Regions from separate parts of the Sus scrofa genome. Here regions 2 and 3 are each linked to region 1. A link is a contact called in public Hi-C and HiChIP or PLAC-seq data. All regions are on one chromosome and are shown on one strand. Each heading gives the region's core, a stretch centred on a gene start, on an enhancer-like site or on the middle of the called end of the contact. The rest is flanking DNA. Distances are from core to core; before and after follow the strand shown. Region 1 holds the start of IRF7 (interferon regulatory factor 7). Region 2 holds the start of POLR2L (DNA-directed RNA polymerases I, II, and III subunit RPABC5). Region 3 holds the start of PNPLA2 (patatin like phospholipase domain containing 2).

Region 1 (5,000 bases), core at 1,383-3,882:
GTCATAGAGGCTGTTGGAGGGGGACAGGCAGAGGCTGAGGCTGCCGCTGTCCAGGGAGGACACGCCTTCACGCTGCACGCTCTCCAGCTGTGTCCGACACAGCCATGGCTCCAACTGCGGGTAGGGCGCTGTCAGGCCGGGCGAGGGCTACCTGCAGCCTCGCCCCAGGGTCCCTGCCCCTCACCTTCACCAGGACGAGGCTCTTCTCCTTGGGCCTCCCCACGGAGAGGTCCTGCCCGAAGCCCAGGTAGATGGTGTAGTGTGGGGAGCCCTGGCGCCGGCGGGCCCGGAACTCCATCAACTCTGCAGGACAGGGCTCTGGTGAGCGGGAGGAGGGGCAGGGGCCAGGAGCGCCCCCCCCCCCCCCCCCGCAGCCCCGGGGCAGGTGCAGGTGCGTCACTGACCTTGGAAGAAGGTGCCGAAGTCGAAGATGGGGGTGTCGCAGTCTCGGGGCAGCAGGCAGGCGGGGGTGGAGGGGCTGCCAGAGCCCAGGGGCCCTCCCACCTCCCAGTAGACTTTGCACTTGCCCAGGCGCCGGGCCCACAGCTTGGGTCCCCGGAACTCCAGCTGCAGGCCGGGGGCCACGTGCTGCAGCAGCTTCTCTGTGTAGTGGAGCTGCTTCTGGTCAGGCAGCTCAGCGGGGCTGGGGAAGGCTACCTGCTGGGGCTCTGCAGCCGCGCCAGCCGGGCCCGGAGACCCGTACAGGAGCACACAGCTGGGGCCCCCCACCATCTCCTGCAGCACCGTTCGACCTTTGTACATGATGGTCAAGTCCAGAGCCTCCAAGCTGGGCCCTGCGTGCAGACCGAGCTGTGAGCAGCTGGGACTGGCCGCGCCCCGCTCGCCTGCCATCCGCGTGCAGACACGGGGGTAGAGTGTGGTGCAGGGCTCCGCCTCTTGGGGCTTCCAGGGCACCGGGGCTGGGAGTGGGCCTGCATCTGGAGAGGAAGGCCTGAGTTGGCTCCTGGTCCCCCAGCTCCTCTCCCTTCCACGTGTCACTTGGCTCGCCTCACCTTGTCATCTGGGCCTGGGGCTGTGGCCCAAGGCTGGGGGCCACCTTCCCTGCCAGTGGCAGGTACAGTTTCTAAGCAGGGAGCTCTGGACCTGAGGAGGCTCGGCTATTCGGGCCCACCTGTGGTCAGCCCATCCCTACTGGGGGCAACCCCCCCCCAGGGGTCCTGCTGTCCTGCCTGTCCCTCCCCTTGGCCCAGAACCCTGCAGGGCAGAGCAGCCGTCTCTCACATGGAACCTCGGGGGGGGTCAGATCCACGCCCCATGCAGCTTCCAGCAGATGGTCCTCCATGCAGCTCTGCTGCAGAGCCTGGAGCAGGAGGTCCCCACCATCTCCAGCTGGGCTTGGGGTGCAGGGTTCAGGGCTCGGCCTGGCCAGCTCGTGCCTCAGCCTCTCACCAGTATGTGCTGCCAGGCGCGGCCCGGGAAGCTCACCCTGCGGAGAAGACAGTGTGCCGGCATCAGTGAGCAGCTCCCCAGCCCCAGTGAGAAGTGGCAGCCCCAACCCGGGAGCAAGGAGGGCTGAGTGGCCTTACCCTTGGGGGTGGGGCATCCTCGAGGGCCTCCTCTTCCCCCGGGTTGAAGCCTGGGCCTTCTGGGAGAGAATTAGGTTTAAGGGGACATGGGGATCTGAGACTGGACTGGGTCACCCAGGGGTGAACCCCTGGGCAGCTCCTCCCCTTCACCAGTCCCCAGAGGCCCGTCTGGGGCCTCCCGGCCATCCCCTACCCCACCTTCCCCCAACAGTCTGGCCCCAGCCTCTCCCACGCCAGTTTCTAAAAGGGGAAATCTAACCCAGCAGCGGCTTGCTCCGCGGCACAGCCCTCCCTGCAGGCAGCCCTCCCCTGGCCTTCCTCACCTCCGCACCCCAGCTCGGGGTTGATCATATACACCTTATGAGGGTCAGTGGGGTCCCCTGAGTTGTCCTGCAACATCACGAAGCGCCGCGTGCTGTGCAGGGCACAGCGGAAGTTGGTTTTCCAGGAGGCGCGGAGGGCACCCTCCGGGATCGGCTGCGCACCTTCGCTGCTGCGGGGCGGCCACCTGCCGCGGGCCACGGCCCAGGCCTGGGGAGGGATGGAATGGAGTACGGGCCTGGACCTGGGCCGGTCCCCCCGCACTCCAGGCGGGGCTGGGGTCCCACCTTAAAGATGCGCGAGTCGGACTCGCCCAGGTCCTTTCGGGCGAAGTGCTTCCAGGGCACGCGGAACCGTGTTCTGGCTTCATCCAGCCATCGCAGCCCTGCGTAACGGCCGCTGCTGACTTCGCCCAGAAGCCAGTCTCCGAAGAGCACGCGTGGGCACCCCCTGCGGGCAGAGCAGCGGGCGTCAGGGCACGCGCGGACCGCGAGGTGCTTGGGGTTGGCACCGGGTAGGGCTGCGGGCTGTCACCTGTCAGGAGCCGCGGCCATTGCTCCCTCTGCAAGGACTGGGCGTGGAGACACTGGCTTGGCCTCCGCGGCGAGAGCTCTGACCACGGGGGCAGGCAGGTGTTAACCGCAGGTGAGAGGAGAGCTGCGCGTGTGTCACCACACACCACAGGTAGTGAGTGTGGCCAGGTGTCACGGGTGTTGGGGTCACAGATGGGGGTTGAGGGCTCTGGCCACGACGTTGCCCAGGTGAGTCTTGGCCAAGGCGGCGATGGGCGTGACTGCAGACGTGGAGGGCGGGCGCACAGGGGCCACAGGTGTCGAGCTGGCGCCCGGGATGGGCCCTGCGGGGGCGCGACGACCGCAAGGAAACGAAACCGCGTGTCGCAGGAAAACGAAACCTAACCAGCTGGGCCGCGGGGCGGCCGGCGCCCCCTCCCTGCCCCGCCCGCCCGGCTCGTCCTCGGCAACCGCGACCTCTGCCTCCAGGTTCCCCAATTCCGGACCCGTGCCCCTCCCCCCGCAGTCACCCGCGCTGCCCGCCCCCTGCTGGTCACTGCTCTGCGAAGCGAACCCGGGATCCGACGTGGCCGTCCCTGCCCCTCTCGCTCCGCGTAGGTTGGGGGTCCCCAGTACCTGAACCGGGAGCTGCCGGGGCAGGAAGTTTCGTCTCCCCGGGGGCTCGGGAGCGAGCGACTTTATGGGGCCGGGGCGGGGGCGGGGCCGCCGGAGAAGTCACGTGCTCCGGGGCGGGGCGACTCGGGGGTTGGGGCGGCGGGGGCGGGGCGGGCGACTCGGGGGCCCCGCCGCTACTCTGCTCGCCCAGCGGCGCCGCGGAGTGGGGCGCCGGCGGCAGCCGCGGCAGCGGCAGTGGGACGAGCTGGGGGCGCCAGGAGCAGAAACAGGAGCGGGCTCGTGTGACGGGGGTGTGGGAGGAGCTGCAGCTGTGCTCACTGAATTCTTTCCAGTGCGAGTTGTTGAGACAAGAACACCCAAATTCTGCCGAGATTAAAACATGCGGAACGCAGAGCAGTTTTATGAGGAAAAAAGCCAGTGACCCATGAGGGGTGTGGTGGCAGTTGGGGCGGAAGTCCTGCCTGACGTCCATCCCTGAGGAAGCCAGTAGAGGGGGCTCTGTCCCCACTGAGTCAGGCTGGGTGGCCCCACGATCTCTGTCTCCTGCACCCACTGGCCACTCCTGTCACCCCAGGCCGATGGCCTGCAGGCTACTGTCGCTCTGGGCCACCCATGGCCCTATCTCTGGTTGCAGTCCAGCCACCTGGACCAGGTGTCCCTGAGGGCACCCCAGGGTGTTTATTGCCCACACTGTGGCCACAGGAGCCCGAGGTGTGACCCCTGGAAGGTCCCCAGGACCGTGCTCCCCTAGATGAGTGCTCCTGGGAACAGCTCCTGGCTCCTCAGCCTCCCCCAGGCCAAGAATCTCCATGCTGGGTCGGTTGGGAGGGAGATCCCAGCGCACGCCCCCCCCCCCCCCAGGGCCGTGGTTAGACCAGGAGAGGAACTTTCTGGCCACCAGCTGGCACCAAGCCTGGGAAGCCCCACGAGCACAGCAGGTGGTTTACGGGAAATGGTGCCCAGGGTTCTGCACAGGGCGTGAGCCTGCCCAACCCTCTCTGCCCCTCGGGCCACCAGGAGGACTCCCGCGGGGCAGGGGCAGAGGGGCCACGTCCCCACCACCCGCCACCCGCAGCCCCCTGGGCAGACCCCACGTAGGCCCGCAGATCCCACAATGTCACTTTATTCTGGGCAATGGAGTTGGGGAGAGGGGCCGAGCCGATTGTCGGCGTCCGGACTCGCTGGGGCCGCGGGGAAGCAGCGCTAGAAGTAGATGGAGTCAGTGCCCGGGGCGTCCTGGCCACGGCCGCCCGGGCCCGCGTCTGCACCCTCGTCGCCACCGCCCTCGCTGCCCGAGTCGCCGGCGCCATCCACCTCCGAGCCTGGCGTGTTGAGGACCACCACGTCGGCCTCAGCCCCAATGTCCTCCCCGAACCACACAGCCTTGTAGCCGCCCTCAGGCCGCCGCTCCTTGGTCAGGATGGACCTCACGGCTGCCGGGCTGCCCCCATCCGGGGCTACCGCAGGGGACTCAGGGACACGGTGAGAGGGCGCGGGGCTGTGGGGCGAAGGCTCTTGGGGCTCAGCATCTGGGGGTGCGGGCTTTGGGGGTGCTGGCGGGGCAGGGCTGGGTGGGGGACTAGGGGCGGGCTCCCAGTTGGCCTCATCTTTGGTGAGGAAAGCCTTGTTGTCAAAGCCTTGGGGCTGGGGCTCCTGGGGGCAGGGGCGGGTGGGAGGCAGCCATCAGCCAGAGCCCAGCGGGCTCAGACCAGCCCGGCCGTCCCCCGAGGCGGTCCCTCGTCCCTCCCTCCGCTCTCTGCCTCTCTCTGCTCCCCCCCCACTGTTTGGGCCATGGTGTCTGCGCCCCATCACCTTCACCCGGTTTCCATCTGCTCCACCGACCCCTGGTCGCGCTGCCTCCCTCTCGGTCCCCCATGCCCTCCACGGCCCTCTGCTCTCTCTAGCCCTGTCCTGTCCCCACCCCCAGGGCCTCACCAGAGCTTTGCCGGAGCAGCACTTGAGTCGGTGGCCATAGTGCTTGTGG
Region 2 (5,000 bases), core at 1,198-3,697, 160 kb after region 1:
CGGATCGGGGTTCCCGGGGTCCACACTGCCGCGGCAGTAGCAGATGGAGACCCCCGTCTGCCGCTTTGGTACGTCCCGATCTACGGCGCCCGGGCAGGGCCGGAAGGGCCCGGCGGCGGCGTTCGCTTTTCTCGTGTGCGGATGACTGACAGCTGCGCGGCGGGCTGAAGGCGCGCACAGGTACAGCGCCCTCGGCGGGGACGCAGCTGGGGTCCCGCTGCCCGCGCGTCAGAGCCGGGACCAGCTCCGAACCCGGGCCCACGAGCTGGCGCGAGTTTCGGGCCCCGAGTGTGGAGCCCGAGCGGATTCGCAGCAACAAGTTGCGCTTCGGGCGGGGGGGCGCGGCGACCCCCGCAGGCGCGGAGAGCGGCTGACCTGCGGCCAGTGCGTGCTGGGCGACAGGAAAGGAAGTCGCCCCTGCCCGCGGACCCCCAGGGGTCTCTGCGCTGAGTCTGTGGGCCCCCCGGGGTCGCCGCCCGGCCCGATCGCCCACTAATGATCCCGGCCCGGTAGTTGCCCGTATCCTTGACGGCGGGAGGGTGCGGTGGAAGCGACCAGACTGGCGGCTCCAACCCCTGGCGCTGCTTCGATCCGTCTCGCCCCTGTCCCTCCTCCCTTCTTCCTGGGCAAAGGGCTGAGAGAGGGTGCGGGAAGGGGCTAGCTGCACGCGTCGCAGGCCAGGCTGTGTTGGGTCGGTTGCCTGTGATCTGGGAACGTCGGACCTGTGCGGGCGGGGAGGGTGGTCAGGGGGTCGTCGTGGGTGCAGTGTCTTTTGAGCTGAACCTTGAAGAGCCATCCCGAGTGTGTGTGAGGGAGCAGGACCGTCCAGCACTGGGAATCCTTAGGCAGAGGTCTGGAGGCGGAACCCATGGGAACGCTTTTGCTCTTGGGCCAGAGTAGATGCCATGTGGGAGCTGGAAGTGACGGCTCAGGAGCCCCGACAGACTGAAAGGGAGGGAGGCTGTATCTCTGGGAATGAGGTGGGGTTAGTCTCATAATTCTGAGGCTGGGGCCTGGGGGGAAGGGCCGTGTACAGTGAGAAGTAGGGAAGCCTCCCTGGAGGAGGTGAGCTTTGGGCCAAGGAGGAGGGCGGATGTGTGCACAGTGGCGCTTGTGACTTAGGGAGCCCTGCGGGCTCTCAGCACCAGCGCTTGTTGGGGTGGGTGGGGCCAAGCTGGCCCCAGGCATCAGCTAACGGTCCGGCTTTCACTGAGGTCCCCAGGGTGCTGGAGAGGCTGGCCAGAGCTGCTGCCCGCCTGGACTTTGTGTCCCCACCTTCGCCCACCCTGCCACGTGCAGAGCCACGTGCAGAGGCCACTTCCCTGCCCACCCCTTCCCAGGCGGGCTGGACGCACATCCTGCCTTGAGTCACAGGGGCCTGGGGTCAGACCCAGGCTCAGCTGCAGAGGCGGCCGCGTCTGCGGAGGTGAGGGAGACGGGGGACCTGGGATGCCAGCTGGCGAGAGCTGGGAGTGGGAGCGGGTGTGGGCAGAAGGCTTCCTGGAGGAGGGGCCGCCTCTCGCCCAGCGGTTGTTTACTCCCAGGGAGGGAGGACAGGGAGCCAAGTGGACATTCCTGGAATTCTGAGAGCTGCGTGTGGACTGGGGGGGCGGTGGCAGCCTCTCTCCAGCGTCCCGATTTCCCAGGAGAGGCCGTGGGGGCGGCCTGGCTGCGTGCGGGCCCCACACTCACGTGCAGAGGCGCCCTGGGGCACTTGCCCCTCCGGCTCCACTCCCCTGGCCCAGGCCTGGCCACACTATACCAGAGGCCCCGCGCGCCTCCGAGGTCAGCCCTGCCCCCTGCTCAGCGGCCCTGGGTGGCTCTGTCCTTCTGTGTGTGCCGCGGGGAGCAGGCCGGAGTGGGCAGGAACAGGAGGGGTAGGGAGGGAGAGCTGCGCTCACATGCGGTTTGGAACCCGTGAGCCTGTTTCCTGCTGGAGAAGGGTCACTTCGGGGCAGGCGGGGCACAGGGGAATTGGGCACTGAGGTTTATGCTGAGACCCTTGGCCCCGAGTGTTGTCCTGGAAACAGGCTGGCCTCGGGGACAGCGCTGTCCCCAGGAGTCAGCTGACGGGCCCCCTGGTCCTGCTTCGCAGCCTCTGCTTCCCCCGTCTGTGCAGTGTGGGTGGAGCAGAAGCTGCCCGGCTGGAGGGCCCCGATCCTGGCTGTGTAGGCCTGGGGTCCTGGGCTCAGCGCCGAGTCCCCAAAGCTTTGGGTACACTTGTGCTCACAGGGGGCCACACGAGTGTGCTCAGACCCTGACCCAGGCTCAGAGGGATCGCCCACCTGCTGCGCCCAGAACAGCCCTCTCTGCCACAGGGGCTGGGGCGTCTGGAGTGGTGGCGTTTGCAGGTGAGCCTGAGGCTTGGCCTAACCTCCCGACCCTGTGGGCAAGCCTGAGCTCCTGGTCTTTGGGGGTGCAATTCGATTCGCCGCCTGGCCCCACGTGGGGCTCCATGAGGGCCCTGGGTGCAGTGGGCTGTCAGTGCCTGGGGGTTGCGCATATGCGGTGGGCATCTGAGAAGGATGCTCCTAGGGCCTGTGGGGGGTGGGAGGAGGGGAGGGTTGGGGGGAGGCCCTGAGCCTGGGGTTGGCCTCGGTGGGCCAGGAAAAAACTCGGGGCCCCTTGGGGGCCTCTTCCATGGGGACCCCTCCCCTGGGGTTGTGTCGGGCAGTGGCTCCTCCCAGGCTCGGGGTGTGGAGGCCAAGCCGGCGAGTGCCTGCCCCTCCCCCAGGTGGGGGCCTGGGTGGGCCTGGGGCCTGCGGGGCTGAAGCAGCAGCAGGAAGGCCGACACCACAGGCCTGTTTGTGTTGGCGGGGCCTCCTGGCTCCTCAAAGCCGTCCTGGAGCCGGGGGCCCCGGGTGGGCGGGCCTGCTCTGCTCTCCACTCTGAGCTGCCCTGCTGGGGTTGCCGCTCTGCCGCTGCGGCTCAGGGCGGCCGTGCCACTGGGAACCGCCGTCTGCCCCGGGCCCCCAGGTCCACGTGGGCAAGCTCTGTGCCGGCGTCGGAGGAGCTCTCTTTGCGTGGGACCTTGGTCTGGCCAGGTGGGTGCTCACGCTACCCCAGGGCCCCCACCTGCCTCCACCCCGGCCCCTGGAGGGTGCTCTTTCAGCCCTGTCCCCGTGGCCTGTGTGCGTGCCATCCCCGGGACGCAGGCATCCTCCAGAGCACACACCTTGTCCTCAAAGGCAGCACAGAGCAGGGAGTGGGGTAGGAAGGCTTCCTGGAGGAGGAGGCTGGGCCTGGGGGAGTGAGAGAACTGGTGCCATCCGGGCCTGCACCCATGCCCTGACTGCAGGCTCATATCTGGGTGGCCTAAGATGGGGTGGGGGCCCAAAGGTGGGGAGGTCACTCAGGGAGGGTGGGGGGCTGCCTTGGTGGTGGGGGCTGGGAGTGGGGACAGCCGGCGGTGTTGGCCATGGGTCTGCTTCACACGAGGGGGCCCAGGAGGGCTGGCAGCCCTGGGGGGTGTGGTGGAGCTGCCCCAGGGCCTGAGCCAGAGGCCGGCCTGACGCCCAGGGCACACAGACAGCCCCAGGCCCACACGGGAGTGGGGCTGTGATGGGTGTGTTTTCGCCTTTGCGGGCTGCCGGGGGCTCTGGCCCCTCAGCTCCTGGGGATTCATCAAAGAACGTGGGCAGCCGTGTCCCTCCCGCTCCCCGCCCTTGGTCCCCCCTCAGGATGCTTCATCCCCAGCATGGCAGGCGCTGAGGGCTGGGGTCCCAGGGGCCCTGGGCCCAGGTGCCACCTCTCCCCACCACGGTGGGTGCTGCTCAGCCCTGGAAGTGGGGTTCAGAGGGGACAGGTCTCAGGCTGCCAGGGCCTCCTGGGCTCTGGGGCTTCACGTCTGCCCCAGGTGTGGGTTTCAGTGGCCTGGCTGGCAGAGGGCCACCCACAAGGGGGTGGACGTGCACAGGTGCCAGTGTGGGGCTGGAGCCTCTGCCGAACGCTCCTGCCCTCGGGCTGCTGGAGGACCACCTGCCCCAGCCCCCAGGAGCCCCGGGGCTGAGGGTGAGGTGTGGGGAGCGTGGCTAGGATGCCTTCAGAACCCGCGTGAGCCTGCGGTCCCCTCCCTGCGACCCTGGGCCGGTGGGGAGGACAGGATTCCCCTGTGCGCGCCGATGGGGGATTGATGGGCTCCTGATGGGCTCCGTGGGGAGACCCCGAGGCTGGTGGCTCAGGGCATCTGTCTGCCAGGGGCGGGGTACGGGGTGCCTTGGGGAAGTCTCAGGGGTCTGGGACCTCTGGGGGCTGGACAGCCCTCAGTCTGCGTGTCCCCGTCTCTGAACACGTGTGTTCTCTGCGTGCATGTCCCCGCTTGGGCACCCTTGTGTCGGCCTGGGTGTCTCAGGAGGCCAAGTGACCGGAGGGTGGGGTGCAGCCTCCTACCCTGACTGGGTCACTGGTTGGTGCTCTGATCCTGAGTCTAGGCCACAACCTCCTGTCCCCCAGCTGCCCCCAGCCCCAGTGAGGACTGGGTCCTGAGCGGAGGGCCTGTCCTCAGCCCTGCAGAACCTCCTCCGAGGCTGCAAACCAGGTGCCCCAGGCCTCCATTCTGCCCGTCCTTCCTCCACAGAGCTCTTGCTTCGGCCTCGCTGACTGCTCACCTGCCGGCCGGCCAGCCTTCCAGGCCCCAGGCACAGCCTGCCTTCCTTCCTAGGGAAGCCCAGGTATGTCCCGGGCCCGGTGGGGTGGTGGGGGCGGCCCTGGGCTGCCTCCTGCTCTCGCTCACGCCTGGCCTAAGGGTCCTGCGGGCTGGATGCTCTCCTGGGCCCAGGCCAGCCCGAGGCCGAGCCAACCAGATGTCACCGTCTCAGCGTGTCTCACAGGTCCCACTGCTGGAGGAAGGGCTGGACTCTGGGGATGGGGCCCCGGGGGCCCGGGGGCTGGAAGCGCCTCCCCAGGCAGCCTAGATGCGCCATCCTGGCCCTGGAGGCCGTGGTTGAATTTTCTGGTTTCATCTCAGCTCAGCCCCACCGGCTCACCAGGTTTCAGAGATG
Region 3 (5,000 bases), core at 1,642-4,141, 140 kb after region 1:
GCCAGGCTTTGACCTGGAATGTGGGGCAGAGGCCCTCCTGTTCCCGTTCTCTGCCTGGGCATCTTTCTGGCCCTGCAGCTGTTGTCAGGTTTCTGGGCCTTGTGCCCCTTGCCGACCAGTGGGTGCCAGGCTGCCCGGTAGATGCTCAGCTTTGCCCTCTCTGAAGGCTGCGGGGGGAGGGTGTTACACGTACCGAGGGTTAGGCCACAGCACTGAAGGACTTGTCTACGGGACAGTGGGGTGGAGGGGGGCTCTCTCGGGGAGAGGTTCCAGGGCAAGAGTCATGGGATGGAGGGAAAGAAGGCCTAAGCCCCTTGTGTTTCCCAGAGGAGTGGGGAGCAGGATGGGGTGGTGGGGACCACTGTGGGGGTCCTAGCAGTGTGGGCTGCAAGAGGAACCGTCTGAGTGGGGTTATGGCTGCCAGGAGCACAGCTGGCAAGGGGCTGTGGTCCGAGGCTAGGGCAGAGGAGTGGATCCAGGGTCCAGCAGCAGAGGGCAGCATCTCTGCCTTGGGTCTTGTGTGGCCAGAGGACACTGTGCTGTCCATAACAGGCATGACCCCTGCCTGGCAGTCATCAGACACCAGGGTTTCTCATGGGGTGAAAGGAGGGGGCAGGTCCTCCCACCCCAGCCAGGATTCCAGGAAGGGCTGCCCTGTTCCTGGCTCCGGAGCACACAGTCCCAGGAGGGAGGGACGTCCCCAAAACAGTTCAGCCAGGGTACAGAAACTGGAGCAGAGGTCCTCCACTGGAACAGCGTTGCCCTCCCAGGCCTCGCAGTCCCTGGAAGCAGGGAGGGGACCCTGGCCTCTCCTTGAGTGGGTAAGGGGCGGGTCTTCTTAGGTTCCTGGCTCCTTTTTTTTTTTTTTTTTTTGTCTTTGCCTCTTCTAGGGCTGCTCCCACCTCACATGGAGGTTCCCAGGCTAGGGGTCTAATTGGAGCTGTAGCCACCGGCCTACGCCAGAGCCGCAGCCACTCGGGATCCGAGCTGCATCTGCAACCTACGCCACAGATCACGGCAATGCCGGATCCTTAACCCGCTGAGCAAAGCCAGGGATGGAACTGCAACCTCATTGTTCCTAGTCGGATTGTTAACCGCTGAGCCACAATGGGAACTCCACCCGGCTCTTCCTCGAGGCTCCCTGGTGACTCCCTGGACTTGGAGGGGGGCCTTGGGCATCTGCTCCACCCCCACTGTGTCAACACCCCTGTTCCCTGCTGCCTCCAGCAGCCTTCCCAAGCGCTCAGTCACCTTGGCGGGCCGCTCCCACTGTACAGCACCTCCATCCAAAGCATCTGGGGATTCTAAGTCAAATTCCTTGCCGGGCCTGCCTTCCCCTTTCCCAGCACCCAGGCCCAAGCCCCCCTCTCCTCAGTTCTCCCACCTGTGTCCGGTTGCAGGGGTGGCCCCGTGCCCTTTCCAGGACAACCGGGAACACTACTCGGTCTTTCTCTGATTTCTCTCCCACTGCCCCACCCCGCCCCGAGGGAGGGCCCGGTTTGTCTTGATCTTGTTCACTCTTGGTCCCGTACCAGGCACGCTGGGTGCTAAGTGTGGGTGGCTTAGAGCACAGAGACTGAGTGCCGCCTGGCATGACCTCAGACCACCCTGTTCTGGGGAGGTCCTGCTCTGGTTTCTGGGCCTGGATGGGGGGCAGCCCCAAGCTGCAGCCCTGGCACAGCTGGGTCCTGAGCCTCCTGTGGCACGTGCGCTGCTGGGTAGACAGACCAGCTCCCCACTAACCCAGCGGAGACAAGCCCCTTGCTTGGGGGGCGGGGTAGGGCGCAGAGCTGGCCCAAGGATCCAAGTGAGGCTAGGACTGCCCCACAGTCCAGGAGGAACATGCGGTGGGGAGGGTGACAGCACTGGGAGGCCTCCAGCTGCCGGGCCATTAGTGCTGGAAGGGCAAGGTCTGAGTCGGCCCCTCCTAGACCCCACAGCCGGAGGAGGAGCTGGGGTGGGAGGCAAGAGCAACCCAGGTTGGTGCCCAGGTAGAAGGGCTGTGGCACTAACCTGGCTGCCACAGGCAGAGCAAGGCGGGGACGTCGAGTGTAGGTGTGTGGCGCCATCGTCATCTCTACAAGTTGCATGTGTGATTCGAGTGCCGCCCTGTATGTTTCTGGGTCAGTCTGTGGATGAGTCTGAGGGTCCTCAGTCTCCCCGGACCCCCCAACCCCGCAAGGCTCCTCACTCCCTGGGTGGGTGTTGTAGGCAGACCCTTAGAGGGAGGGGGCGGTGCTGTCCAGGTGCCGGGGCCCTCCTCTCGCGGTTAGCCAGCTTGGCACTAGCTCTCAGTCCCTCAGACTGGGTGTCCAGGGCCTGGGCCCGCCAATCGTCACAGCTCTGCCATCGTGTGTTCCCTTCCGTCGTCCACGACGGCGGGAGCCAAGGCGGGAAGGGACGGCACTGGGAGGCCTGAGGCGTAACGTAAACTCTCGTCTGAGCCTGGCCAATTCTTTTGGTGGGGCCGCAGGTGCCCCGTCTCCGGACCCAGTGGCCCGGGCAGGGGCGGGAGGGGCCGGGGGCAGCATCTCTGAGCGGAGCTAGGCTTCCGGGGTGGGGCGTGGTCTCCGGGCCGAGGTCCGGCCAGGGGCGGAGCCTTGGGGCCGGGGGCGGGGCTCCAGGGCCCCCGCCGAGGCGCGGCCGTTCCCCGCGCGCCCCGATTGGGCCGCGCGTGTCGGCTCCGCCCCGCCCCCCTCTAAAATCACCGCCTCCCGGCGCAGCGTCTCCGACTGCGCCGGCGGAGACCGGGAGCCAGAGAGACCGCGGGGCCGGAGAGACCGCGGGGCCGGTGGGCCGGGTCTGGCTTCGGCTCCAGAGCGAGCGGCGAGCGCACGGTGCACAGCGGGGCCGGCCGCCTGCGGAGCCCCGGAGGCCCGCGGGCTGCCGCGATGTTCCCCAAAGAGACGACGTGGAACATCTCGTTCGCGGGTTGCGGCTTCCTCGGCGTCTACCACGTCGGCGTGGCCTCCTGTCTCCGCGAGCACGCGCCCTTCCTAGTGGCCAACGCCAAGCACATCTACGGCGCCTCGGCTGGGGCGCTCGTGGCCACGGCCCTGGTTACCGGGGTCTGCCTGGGTGAGTCGGGACGGCGGGGGCGTGGGGCGGGCAGAGGCCGCGCGGATGCTTTTGTGAGCGTGGACCGCCCCCCATCCGTCCGTACAGGACAACGGGCCGGGCCGCGGGGGCTGCGGGAAGGGTCTCTGCCCGGGCCGAGGATCCAATCGCCGGAGCCGGCCAGGGGCGGGGCCTGACTTGTTTTGCTTCGAGAGTGCCCCGGGATTGGGGTAGGGCCGGCCCTCTCTCGGCCGAGACTGCCGCCTAGGGCCCACCTCTCTAGTGCAAAGGTTGAGGGGCGGGCAGGTTCAGCACAAGCGATTTCATTGGAAAAGAAAGTAGCTCCTGGGCGGGGCCGTGAGAGTCCGGGAGGGGCCCAGGTCGTCCTCCTGCGCCGGGCATCAGACCGGGTGCCAGCGGTCACTGTGTCCAAAGGCTACGCCATTCCAGGATGCCGAGGCCCCGCAGTCGGGTGTGGGGTTGGCCTCTGCAGAGGCGTCTGGGCACTGTGGCCTGGTGCCTCGCGAGGGCCCCTAGAGGAAGAGCCAGCAGGTCAGGCCTGGGCACGGCAGGCGCAAGCGCTCACGCTCTCTCCCTCCTTGCCCACGGCCACTCTGGGCCTGGGCCTGCAGCCGTGGCCCGGCATTTTTGCCTGCTCCGTGGGGTGAGAGGTGCTTTAGGACGTTGCAACCCTGGGGTCGGCTTCCTCCACCCACACACTTCCGGCAAGCTGCTGACGGTGGTGTTTACAGCACACGGAGTATTTCAGGAGTCCTGGGAATGCTGCCCGGCCCCCAGCCTGCTAGGGCAGCCAAAGTGACAGAGGAGTCATTAGCTTCTGGAATGCCTCGCCCAGCCGAGCCGTCCAGGGTTCTCCCCTGCCCCCTGCCGTGACCGCGGCCCTGGGTGGGGGGGAAGGAGCATAGCTCAACATCCGTGGTACCTGGGAATTCGCCACTGTGGGCCTGCCCCTTCCTCTCATGGAGGCCCTCAGGCAAGTGTTTGTCTAACCCCATGCTGGCCTCAGCACACCCTAGGTCCTTGGTACCCAGTTGAGGACATTGCTCCCATGGCTCCGCCCCTTCCCACTCCCAAGGAACCTCTTTCTCTCGAGTGGGAGGGGTTTTGGGGCAGCTGGAGCTCCCACAGCGGGGCAGGTGTTGGCCCCACGCTGCCCCACTCCTGAGCCAGCTGAGAGTCCTGGAGGAGGGCGCTGTCCTCAGCTCCTCCTCAAGGCCCACCGGCTCCCCCTTGGGCTTCGTCCTGGGCTAGTGCCCACGGGCCCCCAGAAGGAGTTTCGGGGAGCAGCCTGCTCTCAGCTGCAGTGGGATCCAGTCGTGCTTTCCGTGGCATCAGAGGCCTGCGATGCCCACCCTTGTGTCCCTGGGCCTTTGGGACCACTGAGCTGCACTGGGGTCTCTGAATGTCCATCCGACCAAGGGGGTGAAGGCTGAGGCTGGTCAGGGCTGAGGCTCTTCTTCTACGCTTCCAGGGTGGGCTGGGTGCCACGTCTGGCCAGGCCCAGTGCCTTGTGGATCAGGGCAGGCAGTTGGGAAATACTGGCAGAGGGCAGGCCGTGGCCCCAGCTGTCTGCCCTTCTGGGAGCCCCTCTCTCCCCAGGAGCCAGGGGCAAAAGTCTCAGTTGTGGGCCAGGCCCCTGGCAGACACTGAGAACCGTCGGGGTAGATAGGGTTGCTGCGAGGCTCTGTGCCGTAGAGCCAGGACACGGCCCCTGGGGAGTGTGCTGCGCCCCAAGTGCCGACCCCTGAATCGTGGCCCTGCCGCTCCAGGTGATACTGGCGCCAGCATCATCGAGGTGTCGAAGGAGGCCCGGAAGCGGTTCTTGGGCCCACTGCACCCCTCCTTCAACCTGGTGAAGACCATCCGTGGCTGCCTGGTGAAAATCCTGCCCGCCGACAGCCACGAGCGGGCCAGCGGCCGCC

What was found. A called contact is a pair of places that touch in the nucleus more often than the background predicts. HiChIP or PLAC-seq counts read pairs in DNA pulled down with a chosen protein or histone mark.
Region 2: a Hi-C map of liver shows a contact between it and region 1, with 5 times the contacts expected there. The contact joins the promoter of POLR2L here to the promoter of IRF7 in region 1. A contact is called at or near these places in 1 of 47 Hi-C or Micro-C datasets (liver) and 1 of 2 datasets of contacts at active chromatin or transcription factors (alveolar macrophages).
Region 3: a contact with region 1 is called in an H3K27ac HiChIP or PLAC-seq map of alveolar macrophages. The contact joins the promoter of PNPLA2 here to the promoter of IRF7 in region 1. A contact is called at or near these places in 3 of 5 promoter capture datasets (fetal skeletal muscle and liver) and 1 of 2 datasets of contacts at active chromatin or transcription factors (alveolar macrophages).

What each region holds. Positions count from the first base shown.
Region 1 is chr2:372,326-377,325 of Sscrofa11.1, forward strand. It overlaps IRF7 (interferon regulatory factor 7), which reads right to left and starts at 2,633. Exons shown (of 8, transcript NM_001097428.1): 1 at 2,403-2,633; 2 at 2,156-2,318; 3 at 1,871-2,078; 4 at 1,548-1,606; 5 at 1,243-1,447; 6 at 405-938; 7 at 185-303; 8 at 1-114. The coding sequence starts at 2,422. CDHR5 (cadherin-related family member 5) reads right to left here. Exons shown (of 15, transcript XM_013989870.2): 14 at 4,952-5,000; 15 at 4,124-4,669. The coding sequence ends at 4,220.
Region 2 is chr2:532,109-537,108 of Sscrofa11.1, forward strand. POLR2L (DNA-directed RNA polymerases I, II, and III subunit RPABC5) reads right to left here and starts at 2,448. Exons shown (of 2, transcript XM_003122384.5): 1 at 1-2,448. It overlaps TSPAN4 (tetraspanin-4), which reads left to right and starts at 91. Exons shown (of 9, transcript XM_003122396.5): 1 at 91-180; 2 at 4,577-4,670. It overlaps LOC102159969 (lysine-specific demethylase 6B-like), which reads right to left. Exons shown (of 2, transcript XM_013989732.2): 2 at 81-722. The coding sequence ends at 81.
Region 3 is chr2:510,346-515,345 of Sscrofa11.1, forward strand. PNPLA2 (patatin like phospholipase domain containing 2) reads left to right here and starts at 2,892. Exons shown (of 9, transcript NM_001098605.1): 1 at 2,892-3,078; 2 at 4,848-5,000. The coding sequence starts at 2,892.